2 separate regions of the Podarcis muralis genome follow, and region 1 is linked to region 2. A link is a contact called in public Hi-C data. All regions are on one chromosome and are shown on one strand. Each heading gives the region's core, a stretch centred on a gene start, on an enhancer-like site or on the middle of the called end of the contact. The rest is flanking DNA. Distances are from core to core; before and after follow the strand shown. Region 1 holds the start of RABAC1 (Rab acceptor 1). Region 2 holds the start of ZNF574 (zinc finger protein 574).

Region 1 (6,598 bases), core at 1,082-3,581, 200 kb after region 2:
CCTGCTGTCTCCATTTCAGTGGCAGGGTTGAAGAGATGCTCGGGTCCTGTTTTGCTTGCCATTGCGCTTCGGTCAATAACAGAGAAGGCAGCGCTACAGAGAGATGGGGGAAGAGGGAGAGAGAGTCAGGCGTAACACTCAGAAGTTGGTGGCGGAGACAGGTGTGGAGATCGGAGTGCTGTCCAGAGAAAGCTAGGAAAGAAGACCATTGTTGGTTTAGGATGTAGAATCTAAGGGGCACTTCACACATTATAAACAGGCAAAATAAAATTTAATGATGCTCACTTGACTGCTTTCCGGTCCCCAATATGGAGGCTGATCTTAGGGACATGTTACATGTTTCTGTTAAGAAGATCAGCAATTTCACATCTGATTTGTTTAAGAATCACATATGAGCATAGGAAGAGCCATCTGGATCAGGCCAATGGCCCATCTAGTCCAGCATCCTGTTCTCACAGTGGCCAACCAAATGTCTGTGGGAAACCTGAAAGGCAGGACCTGAGAACCCGCTCCTCCTGTGCCTTCCGGCAACTGTTACTCAAAAACATTAAGCCTTCAGAAGCTAGCTTTAAACAAATATTTGCTGCCAGAGTGGCAAAGAGTTGACAGTGCAGACGGCCTCTGAGACGATCTCATCCACAATGCCTTGCTCAGAAGAAGGGCACTTTCCTGAAAGTGAGGGGTGGGTGTTTTGGAGAGCCTTCTTTGTGGGGAATGTACTCCAGCGAAAGTATAGAAATGAGGCACAGCAACCTGGACAAAAATACACCTGCTGTTTTGCTACATTCATCTGAACATGGCAGGGTTGCTTGTATTCAAAAGCAAAAAAAACTACCCACACACTTTTCTGCAGAGCTAACCCAAATTCTAAAACAAGAGGAATTCTGAGTCATGGATAAAATCATGGAAGTTAACAATATTGCAGGATTTCTTCTCAATTTCTTTAACTTATTCAGCTTCTAGTAGCCACCAAGGGGGATGGGAAAAGAGAATCTATGCAGTGTGTGGAAGTTCTTCCCAGTGACTCCTGGACATCTTAAAATCAGTAGCCCCTCTGATTTCAGTAATTTGATTAGACAGTGCACGAAGATAAAGCCAAAAAAGAGAGAGAGAGAGAGAGAGAGGATATTCTGAGCTTGTGAGGAATTGTGGGATACATACATCATTCCTAATTGCTTATTTCACTTGCATGTAGCCCCTCTAAATCCTGCTCCCCAGTACAAGGAGGATCAGCCACCGGAATTTTTACAAATCATAGCTGCCCCTTGTACTTTGTTTTCGTCTGGTAACCCAACAATTATCTAGGCACCAAGGTGATGGTTCCAGACATCTTGTTTGCCTTTTTCTGCACCCTTCCTTCTCCCGCGCAAATTCCAAATAAAACCACTCAGCAGCAGAATCTGACCAGTTTTACTTTTCGGGAGGAAAATTTGCAGTTCTTTCTTAGCCAGCAAGTGCCTTATAAAATCCACCCACAGCTCTGTAAACAAATATATCCTGTACAGAGGAGCCAGCTAGCACAAAAAAGTGCCAAGCAGATCCAGAACAGTAGACTGGTTGGATTAGAAGAGTCACAACAGGAGGGTGATATATTACTGACAACATAATTAAATAACTAATTGGTTAATTATGCTTTTAAGGTACACTATGTTTAGGGAAGTTTTTAACGTTTGATGTTTTATCATGTTTTTAATATTCTGTTTGGGCAGTTCTCCTGCACAGGGTGCAGAGCCAAGAGGAAGCCTAATAATAACACCTATATTTATACGGGTAAACATATGGGTAAATAAGAAATATTGGGGAGGGGGAGCGTCAAATTTTGTCCTCGCTCAGGGCGCCATATTACTGAAGTCCGCCTCCTTATTAGCCAAGATGCAAGGTTTAAGGAGAGAAGAGAGGAGCAGTGTCCAATTTGGTTTACTACCGGCTCAGGGTGGGCACCTAATCCCCTGAGCACAGCCTGATGACGAGGCCTTCCCTCGCTAAAGCCCTGATAGCGCAGGGTGTGTCTCACACATTTTAGCAGCTTTTGGCTGACTTGCAAGCGGGGCAGGGGAGCTACAAGCTCAGCAAAATATATATATATATTAAGCCCCCTTCCAGGCGCCTCCGCCTCAGAGCGGCCCAGAGGATGCTCTGCGACCAAGACTCCCCCTGCATCCAGGGTTGCCCCTGGCAACAGCCGAACCCCCCGCTCACTCACCTGCCTCCTTTGGAATCTGGTCCAGCTCCTCGCCGGAAGCGGAGTGTGGCTGCGTGGCAGGAGGAGGAACGCGCGTTTACGTTCGCAGGCGGCGGGGAGCATGCTGGGAAATGTAGTCTTCCAGTGCTTGCAGCTCCCGTAGCAAGTGAGGGCGAAGGAGAGTGCGGAAGCGCCACCTTCCGCGCATGGGCGTAACAAAGCAGCCTTTACCGCCCGCCCCCACACCTAGTCTTGGACTTCAACTCCCATCAGCCCTAGCCACCATGGCTGTATGCTTGCGCTGATGGGAGTTGTAGTCCAAAATCTCTAAGTGGGACACCGGGTTGGCAAGGTTGCAATAAAATATATGTTAAGTGTGCGTGGTTAGTTGCTGTTTTCTGGCTGGCGGACCTCTCACCTTTTTCTCATTTGCTAGGGAACCTGTAGGCCTTCTGATAGATTCCTGCATTGCAAGGGGTTGGACTAGATGACCATCAGGATCCCTTCCATCTCTACAATGCTGTGATATTGCTGGACTACAACCCCCAGGCCTGGCCACACGCACACAAATATCTGGTGGGTGAGGGTAATAGTGGCTTTCTTGTTTATGCAGTCAACCGGATCTATAAGAATACTGTAGTGTCTGATATGTTTGTGCTTTCTGCAGTATAAGTATTTCATTTTGTCCTTATTTGTATCATTTTTTTAAAAAAAAATTATAATTTTCATTCATAACAATAATAATTTACAACAATTGTTTAACCAAGTTTTAACATTTTCAGTTTTGACTCCCTTCCCCCTCTTTCTGTGGTTCTTTACATTTATTTTCGTCCTTTCCTGCATACTCCAGATTGCCTTAACTTATTCTTTTAATCATCTATTCTCATACATATATCTCATATATTTTTATGTTTTGAACTGCCTTATGATCTTCAGATGGACAGTATACAAACTGAACAACAACAACAGCAGCAGCAGCAACAACATATTATATATATATATATTTTTCAGGTTTTTACAATAATCCTGCCAATGTCTAGATCTGTTTACAGTCTGTTTGTAAATACTCAATAGACCACTTCCATTCCTTTCTAAAAAGTTTATTATCTTGATTTCTTATTCTTCCGGTAACTTTCGCCATTTCTGCATACTCCATTAGTTTCTATATCCAATCTTTTTTCTTTGTGACCTCTTCATCCTTCCACTTTGGGGCAAATAACATTCTTGCAGCTGTAGTCGCACACATGTATTTGTATTAATTGTTGGTGGATCGAGGATAAAGGACTAGATTTTTTTCTTGCTTATCTGACCAACCCTTTGTTTTTAATGGGGTAGTTAATCTTCCCTCAGCTTTGCAAACCTTATCTATTTATCTGTTATTTTATTTATAGAATATTTTAAACACCTTTTAGGGCACCCTCACCTCACATTGCTGTAAGACACATGAAAATACAGTGGCGATAAACAAAGAGGTTCTGCTCTTATGCACGTTACCTCAGCCCAGCTGAACACCGATGGACTTACTTCCAAATATATGAACATAGGATTATGCTGTCTCAGAAGGTAATATGGGATGGTTCAGTTGGGCCTGTTAATTTATAGCATTAAGTTCCTTTGTACTCAATTGAGATAATCATTTATTTATTTATTTGGCTCTATCCTTGTTAGTAGTCCTTGCCCTGAGGCGCCTACGATCACCAGAGGTGAAGCAACAGAGGATAGGGAAGAAAGTGGCTGCATGGCTAAGCAGGCACGGAATGTGCAATTGTCTGTGTTTCACAAGTGCTTGCACTTGGTTGAGTTCAATCCTCAAAGCTGATCAAAGAATGCTTCCTTCTATCAGACCAAACTATCTGTTCTTCTGGTTTAGCTCAGCAGGTCTGCTCTAACGGGCGCAGCTCTCCTAGAGAGGTCTTTCCCATCACCTTAGCCCTAACCCTTTCAACTCAGGCTGTCAAAGATTGAACCTGAGAACTTCTGCCTCTCCCAGAAGTTTCCTTCCATGCCATTAAAAAAGCTTCATGGGCTGATTTCTGTATATGAGTCCTTGATTAGACAGACAGGAGCAGGCCAGGTTGTCTTTTCTTAACCCCCTGGCCACTTGCCACCCCTAAGTCTTCTATCGGGCCAGGGGATCACACTGATTCTCACTTAACCCATTCTTCCAAAAAAACAAAGACAGCCCAACTCATGCAGTTTGAGACAATGATTATTTTATTTTGACACAATTTTCAAGGTGGGATGACCGCAGGGGCTGAACAGAGGAGAGCTGTATCTTTTCCTCTTTCCTTGCGCAAGGACAATAGGTATTTTGCTCTGCAGTTGATACGCTTCTGGGTTCAGAAGCTGGCCTCCGTCCCTCACTGCCATTGATCCAGCTACAGTGGTGCCTCGCAAGACGAAGTTAATCCGTTCCGCGAGTCTCTTCGTCTTGCGGTTTTTTCGTCTTGTGAAGCACGGCTATTAGCGGCTTAGCGGCTATTAACGGCTTAGCGGCTATTAACGGCTTAGCGGCTTAGAGGCTTAAAGAAAAAGGAAACAAACTCGCAAGAACTCGCAAGACGTTTCGTCTTGCGAAGCAAGCCCATAGGGAAATTCGTCTTGCGGAACGACTCAAAAAACGGAAAACCCTTTCGTCTAGCGAGTTTTTCGTCTTGCGAGGCATTCGTCTTGCGGGGCACCACTGTACTTCGTTCTCCCTGCAGGAGTGAAGAATGTCTGCCAGCTTCCCTTCTGCTTCAGTTCTTGTTTTTCAGCTCTCGGCCGAGTTGACAGAGGCCGCAGAATGGACAGCAGGCCATGACCACCCAGTCCTCACAAATGGAGCCCTGGGTTTCGGAAACAAAGAGGCTGTGTTAAAATGGAAGGTGAAGTTGTATAGCTCCCAAGAGACAAAACTGGCTTGTAATTGAGACAGAGGTTGAAATTCCTAACCATCTAGGGATTCATTTTGGCCAAACTCAGGCAAATCAGCCTTAGAGCTGCTTCAGCAAAGGCACACCGCCCACACATTGATTATTATAGCATTTAAAAAATTGCAAGAGCACTTTACTTTTGACTATGCAATTGTGTTTCCAGTTCTTATGAGCAAGGTTCAAGCAACATCCATCAGGAAAATAAAGGGCACTTCACTTGGGGCATAAGAGAAAACAACTTAGGTGCCAGGCAGGCCTCTCTAGGGAGGGTATTCCAAATACAGGGGGCCACCACAGAAGAGGCCCTCCCTTCCTATTAATCCCTGCCATCAAATACTGCCAAATGACTGGAATAAAATGGCCCAGGATGTCCCCATACATATAGTGGCAGCGTAATATGCAGAAGTCAGCAAATAAAGGTTTTAACGGAAAAGAAAAACATTGTCACTTGGTGTCTGCGCATCAAGCTGCTGCTAAAAGCCAGACTTCCAATGGTCAGTTGAAAAGTTGGGCAGCCCTAATGAACTCTAATCATGGTAAGAAAACCAGCAATGGGTAGATGATGATTTACTACTTATACCCAGCCCATCCACCCCTGTTGTGTCTTCCTCCTTGGTAGGTTTTAGGTGCATAACTAGCTTGATACCTACCAACATATTTTGAGTGAGGATGGGCAAATCTGTCAATTTTGGTTTGTCTCATTTTTTAAACTTTCCTAGTCTTAAGTTCTCCACATTTCCACATCAGTTTGCAGGGTTTTTGTTTTTTTAAGTTGCTATGAAACTCATTAGCATGTTGACGCAAATTTCTCTTAATATAGTTTGTATGCAGTTTTGCCTGATTTACACATTTTTTGCAAAGCAATGTTCCCATACATAATGCATTTTTGTATGGCCTTTGCAGTAATATACGCATTTCAATGCACACCTTGCCCTAGTATTTGCATATTTGTTCACATTGCTTGAACTGCGTTGCAACATTCAGAGAAGTGCAAATTTCAAAGGACGGCTGCGTTTCAGTTCATGCATTGTATCAGAAAATGCAAATTGGCAAGGTTTGCTTTTAAACGTGAGCTTAATCAAATTCCTCCCCCGCACCTAATTTTGAACCTATAAAAAGGTATTCATTCTGCTTTTCTTTTGGAGCAGAACAGCAACTTCACCCCAACTACACCCCCAGCCAGCCCATCAGTTTAACTACCACCCCAACCCCTCTCCCCACACCCATCTTGATTTGACTTCCCACATCTCACCTCAATGTGGAATCTCTCACGCACACTGGTCCGCAGAGCGACGATAGTACCAGGCAGGTATGGGAGGCAGCAGCACTCACCTGCCTGCTCTGACACACGGCAGGCAAGGATGCACGGAACGAAGGTACCACAGAGACCTGGAGGAAGGGAGACAGAAGCATTCTGCATGTATCCGGAGGAAGGCAAATGATTTCCAGTGAGGGCTCTGGAAACCAAGTCCTAGAGGGGATATGGATATGTTTAGCTGGG
Region 2 (7,506 bases), core at 3,997-6,496:
AGCTTTTGAAAGGCGGCATCTGATTTCACGACAGGCAAAAAAACCAGGCTGGCTAGGTGACTTGAGCGAGACTTATTGGAGTAACTACCTCTCGTTCCTGTGATCCACCAGCAAAATCACATACAGTATTTGAGATCTGAGGGAATGATAAGAATTCAAGGGTTACGCCCATTCTACTACCAGCAGACAAAACTCACCAAAGAAAGACTCATCTGGTAGACTTGGCTACAGATGGGGCTTAAGTGACTTGCAGGGCCGGCCCTAATATTAGGTAGACTGAGACTGCTGCCTCAGGTGGCAGGTTGTGAAAGGCAGGGAAGAGCACTTAGTTGCTGGAGAAGATAAGAGGAGTTTTCTGGAACAGGCCAAGGGCCTGTCTATTCCAGGATCCAGATCCTGTTCTAAGTGGAAGCCCAAAAGCAGGACCTGTGTACAACAGGATTCTTGTCACTTATGATTCCCAGCAACTGGTGTTTAGAGACATACTGCCTCCAACAGTAGAGGTTGAACAGAGCTGTGTGTGCTGTGCATTTGGCCTGTTTCTCCTAAACTGACCTGTTGTTCTCAGGTGGGTGGAGGCTAATGTCCCCATCACTAGTTTGAAGTAAGATTCAGCTGGTTTGGTTGGCTTCTGCAGACAAATAGGGGGTGCTGTTGTGTCCTTCATCTAAGGTAGCAGATGTATTGGGCTGGCCCCACTGATTTGACAGCTTCCTTGCCATGGAGATGCTAGGGCCAGCGAGATTTTATTTTTTAACAGCAGGCCCTGTATTATTTCTCTACACTTGGGCAAGCAGGCGGAAAGAAACAGCCACATGGCTTCTCCCAAATAATTCTGGAAACTAGTTTGCTAAATGTGCTTGGAATTGTAGCTCTGCAGGGGCTAAAGTATAACAGCTAGGGTTCTTTGGGGAAAGCAACACCTTTTATAGTACAGTAGTATAAAAGTGCTTATGTATGTGACGAACCACACAATCAATGCTTGCTGTCACCCTTTCAGCAGTTTGAATGTTAGTTGGCCCAGTAAACTAATGAAGAGTTTGAAGAAGAAGAGTTTGGATTTGATATCCCGCTTTATCACTACCATAAGGAGTCTCAAAGCGGCTAACATTCTCCTTTCCCTTCCTCCACCACAACAAACACTCTGTGAGGTGAGTGGGGCCGAGAGACTTCAGAGAAGTGTGACTAGCCCAAGGTCACCCAGCAGCTGCATGTGGAGGAGCAGGGAAGCGAACCCGGTTCACCAGATTACGAGTCCACCACTCTTAACCACTACACCACACTGGCTCTCTAATGATAAAGGGAATGATAAGAATTCAAGGGTTATGCCCATTCTATTACCAGCAGACAAAACTCACCAAAGAATGACTCATCTGGTCTTTTGTTCTGCTGGGGGGCTGCGAGGTAGTGGTGGTACCAGATATTTCATAATTTTTGAAAATGTTATGGGATTTCCTCCATTCCAAATTCAAGCATGGCAAACTCCATTTCTGAATTAATAGCTCTCAGCATAATTCTACATAAATAGCATGCTCTTTTAGCCAGATATGCAATTATCTATGTTTTCTGCAGTCTAGTGCTATTCAAATAAATTAAGTTGTACTTTACACCAGCAGACTCCTGCATTTTTTATCAATACCTGATGCATTTCAAACACCAGGAGAAACAAAATTATAGAACAATGCTATGTATATGTTTTGCCAGTTTTAGTACCATTTTAAGAATAAATAACTTTGAAGCATGCAAACATTTAACTAGTAAAATGTGGTTAATTCAATCTGGAACTGGCCTGCTTTGTTTAATTCTCGCAGCTGTACGCTGAAGCCTCTTGACAATTCTGTTCGTCAGTCGAACAAGACAGTGACTTGCCCAGCAGTTGAGTGGTGATTTGAGTTTCCAAGAGGGAGAAAATGCTGTGCTCACATTAACAGCTTAAAACACAGCCCAGCCTCATATAACCAAAATGCTTAAGTCTAATTAATACACGAAGGAATTAATACCATAGAGTATGCTGTCCTGCCAGGCGTAGCTATGTCACTTCCCTTTACCTTGGGAGGAAATGGGTAATCAAGCCCTTGTTCGCTCCCCATTTATCTGAGAAGCTCAGTGTCCTCCAGCTCAACCACATGGCTTTCACCAGCCACTCTTGAGTTCCTATACCAATGCTGTAGTCTAAGAACTTTTACCACTTAGTAATTAAGCTAGGTTTTGCTGCCAGTTTTTCTTATTGATATATGGAAAAGAGCATGAACCAGACCTTTGAAGAGTTTGTAAGTAAACCAAATTTTAACTTATCAAACATGGTTTTTTCCTATGTGGGGGGAAGAGGGAAATTTTGGAACTCGCTTGAAGGGGCATAGTTTAAAGATCTAACAGCTTATGTTTGCACAGTTTAAAGGTAAAGGTAAAGGGACCCCTGACCATTAGGTCCAGTCGTGACCGACTCTGGGGTTGTGGTGCTCATCTCGCTTTATTGGCCGAGGGAGCCGCTGCACAGCTTCCGGGTCATGTGGCCAGCATGACTAAGCCACTTCTGGCAAACCAGAGCAGCGTTTACCTTCCCGCCGGAGCGGTCCCTATTTATCTACTTGCACTTTGACGTGCTTTTGCACTGCTAGGTTGGCAGGAGCAGGGACCGAGCAACGGGAGCTCACCCCGTCGTGGGGATTCGAACCGCTGACCTTTGGATCGGCAAGTCCTAGGCTCTGTGGTTTAACCCACAGTGCCACCCGCGTCCCTTTACTTTGTTACATATTTTGTGCCTTTAGCATAGCTCAATAGCTCAACCAGTAGAGCATGAGACTCCTAATCTCAGGGTGGTGGGTTCAAACCACACCATAGGCAAAAAGATTCCTGCATAGCGGGGGGTTGGACTAGATGACGCCTTGTACAATCCTACAATTCTATGATTCTGCTGGGGTTCTCTCACCAAAGAAGTATGTACTTGAGTGAAATTTGGATCTTGGCATCCAATGATTTCTCCTTTCTATATATATGCTACACACGCACACACACACACAAACACACGGATTGTGGCTAAAGCTATGTGCACACCGCTTTCCAAACCAGCAGCGGAAGAACTCAAGATGCAGAATAAATTGGAGTGTACATGAACAATCTAACACTAACGATAGTCATATCCCTGAACGGTCATGGCTTCCCCCAGACTCTTGGGAACTGTAGTTCTCCCCCCACAAGCTACGACTCCCAGCAACTTTAACAAACTCCAATACCCAGAATTCTTTGGGGGTGGGGGTCCTGCATTGCAAATGTGATGTAACTTGTCAGTGTGGCTTCATTAGAGGGGGTTGGACTAGATGACCCTTGAGAGCCCGCACACAGGGTGGTTGGGCGACAGGAAGCATCAGGGCCGGATTTAGGTTTGATGAGACCCTAAGCTACTGAAGGTAATGGGGCCCTTTGTATGTCCAGCTGTCCTTTGTCAGCAACAAATTGCCACTGTTTTTTTGTGTTGAATACATGCTATATGGTAATTTATGGACCTAATCGGTATCTAAAGCAATTTGCACATGTTGCCATGCAACCAGTCCATGCAGAAATGTTGTTGTTTAGTTGTTTAGTCGTGTCCGACTCTTCGTGACCCCATGGACCAGAGCACACCAGGCACTTCTGTCTTCCACTGCCTCCCGCAGTTTGGTCAAACTCATGCTGGTAACCTCGAGAACACTATCCAACCATCTCGTCCTCTGTCGCCCCCTTCTCCTTGTGCCCTCCATCTTTTCCAACATCCGGGTCTTTTCCAGGGAGTCTTCTCTTCTCATGAGGTGGCCAAAGTATTGGAGCCTCAGCTTCACGATCTGTCCTTCCAGTGAACACTCAGGGCTGATTTCCTTAAGAATGGATAGGTTTGATCTTCTTGCAATCCATGGGACTCTCAAGAGTCTCCTCCAGCACCATAATGTAGGCACCCTATATATAGAAATGAGCAAACTAGTGATATTTTAGGGAGCAGGCTAGCATTAGTTACATCATAGGAGCCTACGCAACACAAAACACTATTGCTGTGTGTTAAGTTGTGGGTGAATATATCAGACGACACAGTGATTTTTCAGACAGCTTGCTTATTCACAGGCCAGAACTGAACTGAAGGGTTCAGCCAACCTGCTTATACAGAGCTCCACTACAACGCAACAGTAACAACTTTCTGTAACTATCCAATCACTGAATATCACTTTCAATTCCTTATTTGCACATGTGGACCAGATGGAAAACTACGGTATCTACAGTATCCCCCTGCTGGCTCAGGGTGAGAACTTTAGTACATAACACTGTGTGTAGGTTTTATTTGTTTTTTTAACTTATATTTTGGAAATGTACATCAAGTGTTTTTTTCCTTTAATTTTTTTTTGGGGGGGGCCAAGAGAGTGGGACCCTAAGCTATAGCTTGTTTAGCTTATATGCAAATCCGGTACTGGCAAGCATGGAACTGTGCTTCAGGAATCCAAGCAACTGAGAAGACCCAGCGTTATTCACAGGTGGACTCCAACTCCCATCAGGCCTTGCAAGCACTGGCCCAATGGCTCATGGGAGTTGTAGTCCACCAACGCAGGGACCCCGATCTGGCGGCCACAGGTTTCTCCGACCTTGAGAGGGCGCTTTACAAGTACTCCGCAGGAAACCCAAGCCAGGGGCACGTGACCCTCGGCACCCGAGAGAACCATCAACGGTCTGAGGAGAGCTTTTCCTAGGGGCAGCTTGAGAAGGGTCTACGTTCCCTCCTTAGGGGAGCAGAAGCGAGGAGGAAGGGTGCCTTGGCAAAAAAAGGGAATATATAAACGTCATTAAAAAAGCAGAACAAATGCTTTTAGGTTCATAAATATCGGTTGACTTCTCCTTGTAATCACTTAAACCGCTATTTAGACGTTTCTGGTCTTCTCAGACACCCCCCTCCCCCGCCGCTTTTTTGGTACAACCCAACTGCCATTTCCCCCCCATTCTCTCTCTCTCCTTCCCGGCCAGCGGGTTCCCTCGCTTTCCCTTCCAGCCCCGCCCACTTCCTCGACGCGCCAGGCGCAGCCTCGCTTCGGCCTCCGGATGACGTCAGTGTTCAGATCGCCTATACGGATCCCGACGGGTTCGGGCAAGGGCTCGCGCGTCGGGTAGGAAGGACGGCCCCGATTGGGCGCGGGCTTGAGCAAGCGGCCTGCCGATTGGCCGCCCGCCGCGACCCAATCGGCAGGCGGTTTGTTCTGGGAGGAGGGTGAGAGAGAAGGCTGGGCTGTGGGGGACAGAAGGGAGGAAAAGGTGAGGGGAGGAGGGGGACTCGGGGAGAGCGCCCCTAGTGCAGGGGGGAGCCCAAGGCGGGACGGGGGGTGGGGTGGGGGTGGGGAAGGTAAGGAAGCCCAGAGCGGAGCCACCGCCCCCCCCACTTTGCAGGGTTGTGGGGGAGGGAGGGGAAGTGGCCCCTCCCGCAAGGGTGGGGGAGGGGAGCCCAGCACGCCCCATGCAAAGAGGGCGAGTGCCTGGTGGATTTGACCCCACCCCCCGTGAAAATGGGGGTGGTGGTGGAGGGGAATGGGAGCCCCCATGCACAGACTGGGAAATCAGACCCCTGTGAAGGGGGCTGGGGCGGAGGAGAAGCGGGGCAGGCGTCCATGTGCAGAGGAGGATGGGCGAAGGGGATGCACAGGGAGACCTGGAGAACTACCTGAGGATGTAGGTTGTGGCCCGTGAAATCGTGCTGCGGTTAATGCGCTAGTCTTGCCAAGGTATCATAAGGCTCTTTGTTGCTGATGGGGGGCGGGGTGGGCAGAGAGAGAGGAGGGGGGGTCCTCTTTTCAGAAGTGAGGTGGAGAGAAAGAGGAGTGAGAGCTGCTGTCAAGGGCAGGATTGGAAGAAAGTGTGAACTGGAGGCTCTGATCCTCTCCTGTGTAAGCAAACAAAAAACTGAAGGGAAGGGTGCAGTCCCCTGATGAGGGGTTGGATGTCAAATCACTGAGGGGTCTGTTCAGCCTTGCAGTGGGGATGAGGGGCTGATCTGCACCTTTGCTTGCTGTCTACTTATTTACAGTCTTCTTTTGAACTCATGTTTTCAGAGGACCGACTTTCTCAGTCTTGGTGTGTGCTGGAGCAGGCAAGATTGGATGTCCTTCTAGAGCCACAGGCCCTTCTGGGGCTGGTCCGTGGCTTTAGACCGCGAAGGTATGTGGGAGATGCACCCTGAAGCCAGGTGAAATACAGCTCAAGCCTCAGAAACAGCTGGTGGGGTAAAAATCAGATTTTCATTTTTTCAAAGATGAATTTAAATTGGAGTATTCCTCCCCCCTTGAAATAAGATTGTTTAATACCGCAACTTACAGTAATTAAATGCAAATAAAATGTATATATTATAATCTTATACAACTGGACTAGTGATCTCCTATCAAACACATTGAGATAAAACCTCATTTTCTATGTAAAAGACATGTTTATGTTAATCTGTTCTCAGGTCAAGACTTATAAAGGTGATAATAGGTCACTGAGAAAAATGATGAATATTTATTACGCTGCCAGTACACTACACAGACATTTACATTCCATCTCATGGAAAAACATGATTGTGACTAGTAATAGCCTTGCTTCTGGAATGTGTTGGACATTCCTGACTGGGATCTAAAGAACAGCTTAAAAATCTGCAGACTATATGGACCGTCCTAGTAATATTGTTGACTTATTTTCTCTGAAGTGACTCCCATGCTAGATCACAACTACTTTTGAAATATCCACAGTATTAAAGCTATGCTTCCCCCCTCCCCTGTGCATCATTTTGCACTTAAATCAAATATTGTTTGTCTTTGTTGCCTGTTCATCCATTAAGGAGAGATCCTTTTGGATCCCCATCCTTAATAATGTAGTGTCCTCCTCAAATAGCGTTTGCATACAGATCCATTGACTGGTTATTTTCTCTGAAACATGCAGTGCACCAGAAATTCAGCTGCAATGTGGCAGTTGGAACTGCTGAGAACTAGGGAAGGCTGCTGTACACTGGAGGACATTTGCATGTCAGTGCCTCTTACATTTGCTGCCAAGATCTGCAAGAAACATCAGCAGCCGCGAGAACCTGGCAGAGGAAGCCCTGCCCTATGACAAACTAATAATATTCCAATTAAATGTTTCCTTGCTCTTTAAATGCATTATAAGCGAGCTTGAGATCTTTGAGTAGCTAATGGGCTATAATCCTAATCAATATTGTCAGTTGACCTAGTCAGATGAGCCACCATGGGGATACAGAGTGCTAGACAATATGGGCCTTTGGTTGGACCTAGCAAAGCTCTTCCTAAATGATTGAAAATTGACCTACTTTCAACTTAGCACAATTGAGTTGTGTGTGCGTGTTTAAATAATTACCTTTACTTTTATTTCTTGATTTTAATTGTAACTATTGGCTGACCCTGGTGTTTCAGGATAAATTCTTTTAAAAGTCTGTTTACTAAACATGCACATTTAGAAAAACATTACTTAACATAGGGGTGTTAGGGGAAGGGTAGTACCTCTGGTGGTGGTGGG

The links. A called contact is a pair of places that touch in the nucleus more often than the background predicts.
Region 1: a contact with region 2 is called in a Hi-C map of tail, with 5 times the contacts expected there. The contact joins the promoter of RABAC1 here to the promoter of ZNF574 in region 2. A contact is called at or near these places in 2 of 3 Hi-C or Micro-C datasets (blood and tail).

What each region holds. Positions count from the first base shown.
Region 1 is chr7:81,078,141-81,084,738 of rPodMur119.hap1.1, forward strand. RABAC1 (Rab acceptor 1) reads right to left here and starts at 2,332. Exons shown (of 6, transcript XM_028742283.2): 1 at 2,204-2,332; 2 at 1-93. The coding sequence starts at 62. LOC114602996 (cornifelin homolog A-like) reads right to left here. Exons shown (of 4, transcript XM_077932208.1): 3 at 6,350-6,486; 4 at 4,374-5,010. The coding sequence ends at 4,921.
Region 2 is chr7:80,873,593-80,881,098 of rPodMur119.hap1.1, forward strand. It overlaps ZNF574 (zinc finger protein 574), which reads left to right and starts at 5,247. Exons shown (of 3, transcript XM_077932204.1): 1 at 5,247-5,265; 2 at 6,057-6,162.